2 separate regions of the Ovis aries genome follow, and region 2 is linked to region 1. Evidence: chromatin contacts called from public Hi-C data. All regions are on one chromosome and are shown on one strand. The core of a region is the stretch at or near the end of the contact, and the rest is flanking DNA. Distances in the headings are between cores, read along the strand shown. Region 1 overlaps ASB4 (ankyrin repeat and SOCS box containing 4). Region 2 holds the start of PDK4 (pyruvate dehydrogenase kinase 4).

Region 1 (7,499 bases), core at 183-2,682:
GCACAGAGTCGGACACGACTGAAGCGACTTAGCAGCAGCAGCAGCCCATTAGAAATTATCAATAAATACTATTAAAATAAAGGTTGTGTAGTATATTACAAAATTAAACACTAGCACCAAGTGAACTAAGGTAGAATACCTACAGCGCCACTGTGTGAGATCAGACAAATTGCTTAACTATTCTGTGCCTGAGCTTCCTCCTTTATAGAATAGGTATAATAATATAATCTACCTTATCAGATTATTACAGAATTAAATGAATTAAATTAAGAAATGTAAGATGATTTATACGTGTGCTTAATAAACATAATTTTTCTATAATAAATATTATTAATTCTTAATAAATGTTAGTTTTCATTAAACTAGAAAACTGAGCCGCCCTTTCATATATTCAAACCAGTTCCAAAGCAGGCTCTGTCATCTATAGAGCAGACATCTGCGGAAGAGACGCTCTTCCACATGTGGCGCCATTTGCCGCTTCTGCAGACGATCAGTATCCTTCTGATCTTGTTCATTCAGTCCCCCAGGAAGCCACTACCAGTTCACTGGTGTTCACATAAGCCATGGAGAATTACCTGCTATTCTTGCTCTTTTTCTGCTCTCAGCCCAGATTTCAAACAAACATGGACTAGGCTGAGATAGCTAGGGGTATATAACAAATGGAAGTTCAGATTGAAGGTCAGAGGCAGTTAGCCAGGCCTCCAACAGGCTTGAGTGACTTGGCGATTTCAGACTGAGCCACGCTCTGAGTCCCCATTACCCTGCTGCCCATCGGCCCAGCTCCCCACGCGGCAGCCTCACCTTATGGAACTGTGGCGGGTATATGCGAGCAGCCCCGTGGTTCAGCAGCAGCTGGTAGCAGATCTCAGGCTGCGCGGCGGGCCGCACGGAGGTGACCTTCAGCACGTACTGGATGGCCGCGCAGCCGTTGATGTCCATGAGGTTGGCCTCTGCGCCAGCCTCCAGCATCATGTGCATGAGCACGTGGTCGCAGTTCCAGGCTGCCTTGTGGAGCGGAGATTTAAAGTCGTCATCCCGGGCGTTGACCTCCGCCTTGTAGTCCAGCAGCATGCGGCAGATGAGGTGATGATCCCGGCTGTATTCCTGCTCTTTGAAGCGGAGGGCCCAGTAGGTTGCGATGGCCAGTGGGGTCTCCATGTGGGCGTTCACACTGTCCACGATGGCCCCGTGCTCCACGTAGAAGGCCACCAGCTCAGGGAGGCCGAAGTGGGCAGCGGTGTGCAAGGGCGTCTCCTCATCCTGGTTGTTGGTCTTCATGTTCACGTTCGCCCCTAGAAAGGGAGGTTGAAGCAGACAATTATTTAAACATATTTTCCCATTACTCACAAGGCTCATTAAACAGGCCTTTTCTCGCTGCTTCCGACTACCCATTTTTCCAAGTTCCATTTCTGGACCCCATGGGAGCCACTGCTTTGAAACGACAGTGCCACCTTCTGGGCAAGCAGTAAATATATGGGGTGATGGGAGATTGGGACCGTGCGCTGCAGCATTGCCGGTTGAGTTCTAGTTCCTACTCCTAGGTGGATTGGCAAATACGAAGTGATTCTGATAACCAAATAGCTTTTATCTATTTTATCTTTTATCTAGCTTTTATCTAAAATAGCAAGTACTAAAAAATAAATAAATAAAGGTTATATCACAATCTTTGAGGCTTATATGTTGTATGTGTGGCTTTAAAAGTCATCAATTTCTTGATGAAATTTCTTAAACATCATGTCATTTTTTTTTTCTTCCCAAGCAGCTAAACCTGAAAACTTGGTACAAGGGAACTTTAGTGGTATAGAAGTTCAGTCTTCTGACTGAACACTGACAACATCAAGCCGCTGAATTCTATGAGGCTCCTTTGGAACGCAACTGGAGCAAAAATAAATACTCTAATGACCAAACTAGACTAAAGGCCACATTTTGAAAGGAAAATAATAGAAGCTGGGAAAATAAAACACGCATCGAAAAAAAAAGAAAGACTGTTAACGTGCAATTTATCGTCGACAACGGCTATTTAGAAATACAAATTATGAGTGCTTGGAAATCTCCTTAGAAATTACTTAATCCAATCACTTATTTAACAGACCAGGAAAATGAGTAAATTTTATTTTTTTCTGATTGGAAAGTTAAGTACTAGAATGATCAATCTGAGAAACTGAAATTTTCCTTCTCATCCTAGTTTAATTGGGGTAAGCTAAATGACCTGGGGATCTACTCTATAATCAGTTTTATTGGAAATGTTTATAGTCACTTCAAGGATAAATCTGGGAAGACTTATATCATTATTATTATTAAGGTAGCAACTAATATTTATTAAGCACTTGCCATGTACAACATTCTGGGCTAAATGCTTTTCATATTCCTCATGGAATCTCCCTAGCAACTCTTCGCAGGAGGTGCATTTTTATCCCAGTTTTACAGATGAAGAAAGTTGTACTTAGGCTAATACCTATTCCAGGCTAAGAAGCAATAGAACAGAAGTTTGAAAGCAGACAGCCTGGCTTCATAATCTCTCACCACTGTGCCATTCTACCTCATTAATTTCTTTACAATTTTTTGTTTGCTTTGCTGTCTTTGGATATTTGGAAACTTGAAAGCAACAGAGAAGTCATGTTGCATTTTGTTAATTTAAAAAATCTGTTCTCCATGTGTTGCTCCTGTATGCCGTTTTTCACGGCATCCTCTGACCATATGGAACACATTTAAGAAAGGGGATACTCCTACCAGCTTGCCTGCTGTCTAATACAAAATCCACCCCCTAGTGAGGTTTCTGAAAGCGCATTGTTCTGTAAAGCCTGAGACTGTCTCTGCTCCTAACTTCAGACAGCAGAATTATAAGCAAAGATGGTCCCTCATGAAGATCTGCCATCCATGTTCATCAGGATTCCACCCTGGAGCAGCTCTGGGTCAGAGCTTTCTGGTCAGCCTTTCTGTGCCCTAGAGTGAAATGAAATGAATGTCTTCCCAGAAGCCGGTGCAGGGTCACTTCAGACACTGGAGAATTTCCAGTAAGAAAGGGAATCAGAGGGTCAGGGTGAAATTTACAGGCCAACCTGGAACAAACCACATCCTTTATTTTTTAATGCATTTGGACATTTACAATGGATCCTTGACCTCTTGCTACAACTAAATACACTGCATGGTTTGTTTTCCTGAATCGGAGAGCCTTGTTTTTATATTTGAATTGTGTCTTTGAGTGAACTTTTTCAGGAACTACACATAAAGTAGAATGATTTGACTACTTCTATTTAAAATTTTGTGATTTATTCAAGAAATTAGAGACCATAAATTCTTGGGAATGTAAAAATATATACATCTTTAATGTGAAAATGTGTACTGGCTTCCTAGAGCTGCCAATCAAATGCCACAAACTAGGTGGCTACAAACAACAGAAATTTGTACACGAGTCTAGAGATCAGAAGTGCAATTGAAGAGTCGGTAAAGGTGGCTATTTCTGAGAGAGTTTAAAGGGGGACTCTGTCTCGTGCCTCGCTCTGAGCTTCTGGTGATGGCTAGCAATCCTTGGTGTGCCTCAGCTTGTGAATGTACCCTCCAGGGGCCGCCGCCATATTCACGTGGTCCTCTCTGTGTCTTCACAAGGCTGTCTTCTTACAGAGACACCAGTCGTACTGCAACAAGGGCCCGTGCTGCTCCACTCATCTTAATGAATTACATCGGCAACAACCCCATATCCAAACAAGGTCACACACTGACCTGCCAGAGATGAGGACTTCAGCATATCTTCTTTTTAGGGGGCCAAACAGGGGACACAATTCCACCCATAATATATAACACGCCCTGTGTGTTTGTGTGTATGCCCAGTCCCTCAGTCAGTCCTGTCTGACTCTTTGTGACTCTGTGGCTCGTGGACTGTAGCCCACCAGGCTCCTCTATCCATGGGACTTTCCAGGCAAGAATACTGGAATGGGTTGCCATTTCCTTCTCCAGGGGATCTTCCTGACGCAGGAATCAAACCCATGTCCTTACGTCTCCAGCACTGGCAGGCAGATTCTTTAGCACGGCCCCACCTGGGAAGCCCACAGCATAACATAATATATACGGTGTGTTGTGTCTGTGTGCCTGCTCAGTTGCTCAGTCATGTCTGACTCTGTAACCCGCGAGGCTTCTCTGTCCATGGGATTCTCCAGGCAAGAATATTAGAGTGGGTTGCCATGCCCTCCTCCATGGCATCCCCCCAATATCATTAGATGTTTTAAAATAAGTATTGTACCAGTCTGCACTCCCATAAGCCATGTGTGAGGGTTCTCACCAACATTAGGGGTTTTCAATCTGTTTAATTTTAGCCAGTAGGAAATGGCAATCCACTCCAGTATTCTTGCCTAGAGAATTCCAGGGACAGGGGAGCCTGGTGGGCTGTTGTCTCTGGGGTCGCACAGAGTCAGACACGACTGAAGCGACTTAGCAGAGTCAGACACGACTGAAGCAACTTAGCAGTAGCAGCAGCAGCAGCATGGGAGTACATAGTGATACCTCATTTTGTTTGAATGTTATGTTTCCCTAATTAACAATTAGTTTAGATATATTTCAATATTTTTAAACAAACACTGCTTTTTATTTACTATTATAAAGCATTTCCATATTGTTATCATTTAAAATATTATTTTAAAATAATGACATAATATTCCACAGAGTCAGTTTACCCTACTGTTAGATGTAGAGACTTTTTTCCAAAGTTTTGATATTATGACTAATACTACAATTGATAAATTTATATGTAAATTTTAAGATTATTTCCTTAGCATCAGTTCAGTTCAGTTCAGTCGCTCAGTCGTGTCTGACTCTGCGACCCCATGAATCGCAGCACGCCAGGCCTCCCTGTCCATCACCAACTCCCAGAGTTCACTCAGACTCACGTCCATCGAGTCCGTGATGCCATCCAGCCATCTCATCCTCTATCGTCCCCTTCTCCTCCTGCCCCCAATCCCTCCCAGCATCAGAATCTTTTCCAATGAGTCAATTCTTTGCATGAGGTGGCCAAAGTACTGGAGTTTCAGCTTTAGCATCATTCCTTCCAAAGAAATCCTAGGGCTGATCTCCTTTAGAATGGACTGGTTGGATCTCCTTGCAGTCCAAGGGACTCTCAAGAGTCTTCTCCAACACCACAGTTCAAAAGCATCAATTCTTCGGCACTCAGCCTTCTTCACAGTCCAACTCTCACATCCATACATAAATTCCCCCCAAATGGAATCATTAAGCTGAAACATCTGAGCTATTTAAAGAGTGACTTGATCGACAGGAGCTTGAATAAGCTCCGGGAGTTGGTGATAGACAGGGAAGCCTGGCGTGCTGCAGTCCATGGGGTCACATGACTGAGTGACTGATCTGAACTGAACCATCTCTCATTGGTGAATGAGTGCTGTTTTACTCACCTAGTATGTAGATACATAATTAAAAATTTTTTGCAATTTTGGAAGTAAAAAATGGTATCAAAAAATCCCGTTGTATTTTTTTTGTGCATTTGTTTTTGATTTTGATATTAGAATGCCCTACTCTCAGAGGTTTCAACGTTAGCCAGATTAATTACAATTTAATTTGTATATATTTTAAAACATTTAACATTTAATTCACGTGGAAGTTATTGTGGTGTGCTTACCAACTTAGGAAAAATTGATATTCTTACAATATAGAGTCTTTTCATGTAGGAATACAGTCTGTTTCTTGAAAAGTTTTCTTTATATTTCTGTAAACTATAGCCCCACAAAATTTGTAGCAATTTTCATTTTAGGGAAGAACAGTAAGTTATTTCTGGGGTAAAGTAACTTCTAATGAGAGAAAGACCTTCATGACCTTTCTAATTTATGCAAGATAGACTCCAGAACTAGTCTGAAATGGTAGCAAATGAGACAGAGAAAATTTTTAATTTGCATTGCTTTATAAAGAACCAGGACTTTTTAGACTTCATTGGTAGGCAAAGAAGAACAGATTTGTGTGCGCTGAGAATAAGATGCAGAGGGGACATAGGGTAAGGGCGGCACAGAGAGGACACTGGCCACAGGAATGGCACTCTGATGCCCCTGAAGCCAGGAAAGCAGGGACACGGTCCCCAGGAGGGACACAGTGTCCGTGAAAATTAAAGTTTTTCTGTTTTCCCATACTGCATGATAGGCTCCTTTCATCACCCTTCAACAGACGGAATCAATTATGTGAATCCTAGTTATGAGACCTCACATTTCCTTTTTTCCAAGTAAAATTAAACTACCTCCAAGGACCCATTTGTTGACTTGGCTGATCACCTGTGGTCCATCATCGTATGGCTCCCTCTGCTGGGCTCTGCTGCTTTCTACAGGCCTTGAGTTGGCCCTCACAAGCACGCTTTCCAAAGAACCCACCTTCCCGGCCAAGTTCTACCACCTCCGAAACTCCGTGCTAGTGGGGCCAGGCCTCGGTTCCCGCAGAAACCGTCACTGCTTCATCTTCCCAGACTCCGCGAAGCCACGTCTTTACTCCAACCCTAAGCCAGCGCCCGCCTCCCTCCTTCTCCTGACGGACTTGATTTCTTGCTGAGTTTTTGGGTTTTTTTTAATAAACTTTTGTATGTAAGTGGGGAGATGGAAGTTGAGGCCAGACCAGTGCTTCACAACCCTCTGAGACGTGCCTTTTCTATCCCACGATGAAATTCATAAATAATATACATCATCCACTTTCATACATAATCTTTTAAAAATAAATCTAGTACCTAGCTAACATGTAAAGGCAAAATAAAAGTAGCTTCTGATAATCATAAATATAGTTAGGATTGTTAAAAATAATATACATTACAATGATGTGGTATAAATTTTAATAAGTTATTGACTATCCTAGATGACCTCATGAAACGTTTATTTGTTTGAATCCATATGTAGACTCCCAGCAACTCTATCGTTGAATTGACACAGGGGTTTGTACCGCAACTCAAATACCACACCTGTCATTGCCATAATGAATGGTGTTTCAAACGAGAAAAGAAATCTTGGTTTAGTTTTGCCTTGATTTGCTGCCTAGCTCTATTCCTGGAAATTTCCATGTTTATTTACAATTCAAAAGTATTTTATGTTTGCATATGTAAAATGGAGTTAGGTTAGAAATCTACTGTTACGACATCTAAATATCTATTTTTACATCAGTGCTAAATCTAAGCTTTCTTAAAAAAATTATGAAAGAACTTAAAACTACAGAAAATCTCAGAAAATATAATAGATATCTATATACCTCTATCCATATTTGACAGATACTAATCTTTGCTATATTTGCTTTGGTTTTCTTTTTTCTAAGAAAGGATTTTACAGAAAAAAAAAACAACAAACCTAGCCCTTTTCTCCTTTCTTCCCTCCCCTTCTTTCACCTCAGAAGTAACTACTATTCTAAAGCTGACTTTTGTCATTCCTTTGTAGATTTTTGTTCTTTTATTATTTGCGCGCGGGTGTGTGTATGTGTGTGTGTGTGCGCACGTGCTCAGTCATGTCTGACTCTTTGCAACCCCATGGACTGCAGCC
Region 2 (7,045 bases), core at 2,066-4,565, 90 kb before region 1:
GGAAATGGCAACCCACTCCAGTACTCTTGCCTGCTAAATTCCATGGACTGAGGAGCCTGGTAGGCTACAGTCCATGGGGTCACAAAGAGTCGGACACAACTGAGCGACTTCACTCACTCACTCCAGGAATAGCAAAGTCCTCATACCAGCATTTAAGGCTTTCATGATGTAACCCAATCTTCCATTTCCTCCCCACTTTGGTAAACTAGTCATTATTTCTCTACTATATTCCCTAGCTTGTACACCCATACTTTTTCTAGGCTTAGAAATCCTTCCACATCATCTACCAATAATTTGCCCAAATCCTCCTCATCCTTCTAAGCTTACCCCAAAATCCAGTCCTCAGAGAGAGCATTCCCTAATCTCCAACACAGCTCTTCCTCCAAACATCACCAGAGTTTGGAGATGTGAGCATCGCCACCATTACTATTACCACCACCGTGACACACTGATCAAATCTCTATTATGAAGTATTTGATAATGCACTAATTGTATTCTTTGTCCTGCTCTGAGGATTAAATTTTTTTAAATCCCATAATTTTCTAAAATCGACGATTGTTTTCCATCACCCACTGTTGGTCAGGAGAAAATGCTTTTGCACCTACCAAGGCATCCCCAGTCCAGCTCCTGATACACAGTATTCTCTAAAAGTACCAACTGTAAGAAGTTATCAGAGACCAAACAGTGATTTAGGCCTGGCTTTCCTCAATCTCTTCACCAATATTCCCTTCTCACCCCGCAGTGGAAGCCTGCTCCATCTTTTATAATTGTTACTTTCTCAGAGAGACCTTCCTTGCCCACAAAGCCTCAACAGCTCCCATTATATTCTGCAAATGAATTTCTTCATGGCCCTCACTGTCCATTTGCTTTGTAATGCCTGTTTCCCCCACAAATCTATAATCTCCATTAGGGAACAGAGGCATGTCTATATTGTTCTGTGTTGAAGTAGCCATTTCTTAAAGAATCATTTGTTTGTTATACACTCTGAAAATACTTTCTCCAAGTAGGCTGCTCATTTTATTAACTTGAAATATTCTGTAGTCAAATCTGTTCATCTTTCCATTATGGCTTCTAAAGTTACTGTTATGTGTATTTTTAATCGCTTCTTTGGAATATGCTCCTAGAGGTAGAAAAGTTGAATGGGCTTCTCTTTAGAGTCTTGATGCCTTCTTTAAATTGGACATGCCCAGCCCTTTGGCAAAAGTGTGACTTGCATCCTTGAAGCTCAATCACAGGTCCTGTGTTATTAGATTTTGCTAGGCTAGAAAGAATTCATCTGATGCTCCTGAAAATAAGTGTGCTCCTGAAAATTGCAGGAATCAGTTGCCTCCAGCAGGGAGGATGTGTTCAGCACAGGGTACAAGGGGGAAGCTCTGGTACTCCCCCCTGCCCATTAACACCAAATCCACTGGCAGTCCTCTGATGTTTACCTTTACTCAAATGAATGAGCAGATCTGTCCATACCCATTGCTCCTCAATAATTCCCTTTCCGTTACTGTCATAGCAACGGGATCACCTCCAAGTTCTGAGATCAGCCTAATATAAACGCAGCTTTCTTTCCAGGTCACATTCTAATCACGGTAATACATGGCATCTCATCCAACTGGGTACGCAACTTGACCTGCCTACTCCAGCCTAGTTACCATCGATGTTGTCAATAAACAACTGTTCCTGTCATAGAGAAATGACAGAGAAGAATGTAATGTACTGTGAGGACAACCTGGTAAACATTATTGGATGGGATAACATGCACACAAAAGTGTGATGACCTCAGTTCACATTTAGCCCTTAGCCGTCTCTGTGAACATCATATGACTTCATCTGATCTTTAATCACCCCACCACACATACGGGAGTCCTGCAGGGTAAGCCAGGTCAAGTGCTCAATGGGGCTCTCCTGAATTAAACCTGCTTGTAATGAACACCATCATTTCCATTGCTTTTCCTCTGAAGATTAAAGAGTAGAATTCTTTGAAATACTTTGCCTATTCCAGATCCCACACACAGGGTTAGAAAAGCAAAGGGATGCTTTTCTTTTACTTCTGTTCTTAGGATGTATTAAAGTAAAAAGAAGGGATTTTTTTTTACCTTAAATTTACTTGCTTCATCAGAGAAGTTTTATTTAGTCTTTTGACTTCTCGACCATTTTTGTTGCTGTTGTTGTTTCATAGAGCTATGCAATTACGTAAGAAAGGATTCAGAATGCAAAGACATAAATCATAGTGGTATCAAAACTTATCTCCAAGTGGAGATGCAATTTGGAACTTTCCCCATGTTTCCATAACTGAACTTGAGTATCAACAAAGCAAAAGTAGGACTCAGAAAGAGTCATCAGACATGGTCCCAAACCTTGTAGGGCAGAGGGTTCAGAAGGGAAAATATAAGAAAATAAATAGCTACGATATAATGTCATAAGTGAGAAAAGCTATATTTGGAAGAAGGAGTGAGGAGAAGCAATCAGGGAAGATACCTTGTAGCACATAGGTTGTGCTGGACATTTACTAGTATAAAATAACATCTTAGGCAAAGATTTGGATAAAGGACATTTCATACAGAAGGACAAAGTGGCAAAGTCTCTGATGGAAAGGGGAAAAAGTGAGTCAAATTGACAAGTTAATCCCTTCTGAATCTTGTTTTTAATTAAAAGCGTTAAGCCTCATGGAGGGAATGTATTACTGGAAGGAAACAGACTGATGGCTTTTTTTATCTGCACAGGGAAAATAACCCGTTCTTTGGTCTGTTCCTCAAGTTCCAGTAAAAGGAACTTTCAGTTCCCGACCTGTACCATTCACTGATGGAAAAAACGCAGGAAGAACTCCAGGCTGTTGATTCTCTTCGCTGTCCAATAGCAGAGCTGCCCATATTTTTGGACAAAGCTGATTAGCTACTGTAAAAGGCCCGCTCTGAGCAAGGACCAGTGATGTCTCCGAACGCAGATTTTTGGAAATAGTTTCTGGCCAGGAATGCGTGACATTGAGACAGCCGTCTCTAGTAAACAAGGACGGGTCTGGGCTGGCCACCAGCCCACGCTCTCCGGGGTCCTGTCCCAAGGGTCTGATCTTGAGCCCCCGTACCTCCTGACGTCCGCTCGGGCTTCCTGCTATCCCCTTACACCTGACAGCCTCTGGGGGCCAGGCCCCCGCGACCTGGAGGCGGGACCCAAAGTTCTTTATCTGAGCCGACTGGCGCAGCCCCAAGTTCAGGAAGCTCTCCAAGTCCCAGTGACTCCTCCCCTCTGGGGCGGGTGCGGGGTCGGGGGGAGTGGAGGGACGTGCAGGGAAACAAATAAAACCTCGGGAGGCGAGGGGAGGTGACAGGACACAAACTTGTCTCAAGCCACCTACGGCTCTGCAACTCACCGGCCGACTCCTCAACCGCGAAGCTCCCCCCTCCCCGGAACCTCAGCCCAGGCCGGGGCGCACGAGTCCGCTGGCCCACCTGCTCTCCCTGCCCGGACGCGTCCCGCCCCTTCTGCTGTCCCAGGTCAGCCTTCTCCCCACAAACCAGCCCCAGCTCCGGCCCGGGACGGTGGGCATCAAGATGAAGGCGGCACGCTTCGTGATGCGCAGCGCTGGCACCCTGATCCCCCGCGAGGTCGAGCATTTCTCGCGCTACAGCCCGTCTCCGCTGTCCATGAAGCAGCTGCTGGACTTCGGTGAGCGGGGAAGTGGGGCCCGGGAAGGTCTGGGGAGCTGCCTCAGCTTTCAGTCCCGGTATAGGGAGGACTCAGTAACTTAAAACAACCGGGGGCCGCTTTCCTGCGGAACCCTGGAACCTCGACGCCAGCACACTTTGTCTTTCTTAGATCTCCCTGCTTTCTCACAGTCTGTGCCTGCAGGTCAAGACCACTTGCAGCCCCGCTGATGCCTGCCAGAGGAGCTCACCCTCCTCCTTCTGTCCTAGCCTTTCAGTCGAAAGACTTTTTGCCTCCAGTCATCATTTAACAATACTGAAACTTCCCTTTGTCCCTAAAGAGGAAACGTTATCCCCTCCTTCATCGCATATTACTTCTTGGAGAAGATTCTTGTATTATTAAGTAGGCTTGAATTAATTGCTATTTTTTAACCTCTAGCCACCCTCCACAGGGTTCATCTCTCTGTAGTCCTAACAAATTTCTTTGTTTCTTTATCTTTATCGTTTTTTTCTGTATTTGCACTACTGCTGAAAATATTTGCAAACTTTCGGCAGAAAAATCTTATTAAGAAAATTTCAAGGATTTAAATATATTAGTATTTATCACTAGTCTGTAAACATCAAGACATCCTCCTCCTCACCCCTCCCAAACCCCCCCCAACCCCAATGTCCTTAATCCAGCTTCCTATCTAGAACTCTGAATGATGTTGTCTTCTCGACCTTGTTGTTGGATTGAATCCTGCACTCTTTTAGAAATACTAAGAGCCTTGGGATATTATGACTTCTTGGAAGTGAATCCTCATCAAAAAGAGAAAACAGTAATTCTCATATTTGGTCACTTTTTCTAAAAGAAAGAAACAGACGATAAAGAAGAAGATGCTTACTAATGAATTATAAGTAGATGCTTACTGCTGAGGGTGAAATAAAATTTCGTAATATATATGTGTGTGTGGATAGTTAATGCTACTCAAATATATAATTTAGGTACGTGTTTTTGAAAAAACTTAATGTTGTTTATTGCAGGTTCAGAAAACGCATGTGAAAGAACCTCTTTTGCATTTTTGCGACAAGAGTTGCCTGTGAGGCTAGCCAATATCCTGAAGGAAATTTATATACTCCCTGAACGACTAGTAAATACCTCTTCAGTGCAATTAGTTAAGAGCTGGTAAGTGGTGAACCATTCTGAAACAGTCTCTAGTTTTAAAACAGTTATCTGACTGTGAATTCTTACAATGTATTAAAATCTTAATTGGAAAACAGGTGGTCTGAACCTTAGCTATTTAGCAAGATGTAAAGAATTTTCTATTAATCTAGGGTAAGCTATCCTAAGGGCAGTTATAAAGCTATAAACCTGATAAAGTAGATATTTTCACAATATAATTTTTACCTCTAGAAGAAAATATGAAAAATAATCAACAGTTACCATACTTATGTTTTAAATCATAAAAAAGTTTGATATTGCAAAAAGAATCCTATGCTAGAAATAAGATACGGAATGACTACTATTTAGAGAGGGCCTAAAATGTCTTGCTGGCATTTGGCTATACCATTCAGAAACTAAGTGGAGAGTCTGGCTAGAATTAAAAATTGGGGAGTATTCTGAATAAAAAAAAAGAAGACATCAAAGATGGGGGCTTCCCTCATAGCTCAGTTGGTAAAGAATCCGCCTGCAATGCAGGAGACCCCGGTTCAATTCCTGGGCCAGCTAGATCCACTGGAGAAGGGATAGGCTACCCACTCCAGTATTCCTGGGCTTCCCTGGTGGCTCAGCTTGTAAAGAATCTGCCCGCAATGCGGGAGACCTGGGTTCGATCCCTGGGTTGGGAAGATCCCCTGGAGAAGGGAAAGGCTACCTACTCCAGTATTCTGGCCTGTACAGTCCATGGGGTCGCAAAAAGTAAGATGCAACTTTCACTCACTCACTCACTAATCTTTGTTGCTTACAAACCAACTAATGAAGCAGCTTCTGGATTCAAATCCCGGCTCTGTCCCTTCTTAGTTGTAAAAATCCTTGGTTAGTATCTCTTATCTCTAGGCCTCAAACCCCCTCATCTATTTTGGAAGAGAATGAAGATGATGCCTCAAAGGGATGTTTGGGTGCAATTAAATGAGGTAATCCATTTAAAGGCTCTGAGAAAGTACCTGGCCCACGGCCAGCACTCAGTTCAGTCATTATCTCTATCTGAAAATAAAGACTAAGTTAGGGAGAGTGCTGCTGCTGCTGTTGCTGCTGCTGCTGCTGCTAAGTTGCTTCAGTCGTGTCCGACTCTGTGCGACCCCAGAGATGGCAGCCTACCAGGCTCTTCCGTCCCTGGGATTCTCCAGGTAAGAACACTGGAGTGGGTTGCCATTTCCTTCTCCAAGGCATGAGAGTGAAAAGTGAAAGTGAAGTTGCTCAGTCGTGTCCAACTTTGTGATCCCATGGACTGCAGCCCACCAGGCTCCACTGTCCATGGGATTTTCCAAGCAAGAGTACTGGAGTGGGGTGCCATTGCCTTCTCTGGTTAGGGAGAGTAGATAACCCAAAGCAGCAGATTTTCAGAGAACAGAGGCAGATATATACCAGACCTTCACCCTAACCTACCTTTTACACAGCTCTTTGTTTATTGATTTAAGGAATATATGTATTATACAGTCATTAAACAGGGCAATCTGAAACACACACTCAATCCTTAGTATTTACTGCTGCTTTCAAGACTTCTAGAGTCTTGCTTTCAAGACTTCAAGACTTCTCCCATGAATGCAGTAGGAAAAAAGCATGAAGCCTTTCTGTAAAAGTTGTTTCTAAATGATTTTGCTATAAAAATAAAGACTCTTGACAAACAAAACAGAAAACTGACTAGTGATCTAGGATAGTTAAAATTTTAAGTTATTAAGTTGCGGGTTAAATCATTTTTGTTTTTCTAAGACATAATGTTTTCCAGATGTCTTGGAAGAAAGTTTTCATTTTAAATATACTTTCTCTCTTCAACTCTTTTGAAAGAAGCAATATATTTTCAGCCACCTGTAACTGACTATTCAATTTTAAAACTTAAAGCACACCTATTATTGCTTTGTAGGTATATGCAGAGCCTGATAGAGTTGGTGGAATTCCATGAGAAAAGCCCAGAGGACCAAAAGGCATTATCAGAGTAAGTGTTAGGCATTAGGACAAGTGTCTAAAACTTTGATTATAAACATCATATTATTCTTTAGAACTAACTTAAAGGATAATTTATAGTATTGTCCTGAATAGTAAATAACTACCCCCTTACAAATGACAAGTTTTGGCTTGCTGGGTTTTAAAAGTAATAGAGAACAATGGCATTGAACATGATTCTGAGAATGAAATATGTAGAGGGTTTTTTGAAAAAGGAAATCTATTTTTATTATAAATTTGGTATGATGATCATATTTGTAGGAGAACTTCCTAT

Evidence for each region. A called contact is a pair of places that touch in the nucleus more often than the background predicts.
Region 2: a contact with region 1 is called in a Hi-C map of tail adipose tissue, with 2.7 times the contacts expected there. The contact joins the promoter of PDK4 here to the enhancer-like site in region 1. A contact is called at or near these places in 5 of 16 Hi-C or Micro-C datasets (hypothalamus, mixed tissues, omental adipose tissue and 2 more).

What each region holds. Positions count from the first base shown.
Region 1 is chr4:13,581,139-13,588,637 of ARS-UI_Ramb_v3.0, reverse strand. ASB4 (ankyrin repeat and SOCS box containing 4) reads right to left here. Exons shown (of 8, transcript XM_060414490.1): 6 at 802-1,292. Among named protein-coding and RNA genes, the nearest start is that of PDK4, 93 kb to the left of the region's middle. Within about 2 kb of position 1,432, at least 7 of the 54 cell types and tissues checked have an H3K27ac peak or open chromatin away from gene starts, as enhancers often do.
Region 2 is chr4:13,673,867-13,680,911 of ARS-UI_Ramb_v3.0, reverse strand. It overlaps PDK4 (pyruvate dehydrogenase kinase 4), which reads left to right and starts at 3,315. Exons shown (of 11, transcript XM_004007738.6): 1 at 3,315-3,654; 2 at 4,656-4,797; 3 at 6,692-6,763. The coding sequence starts at 3,540.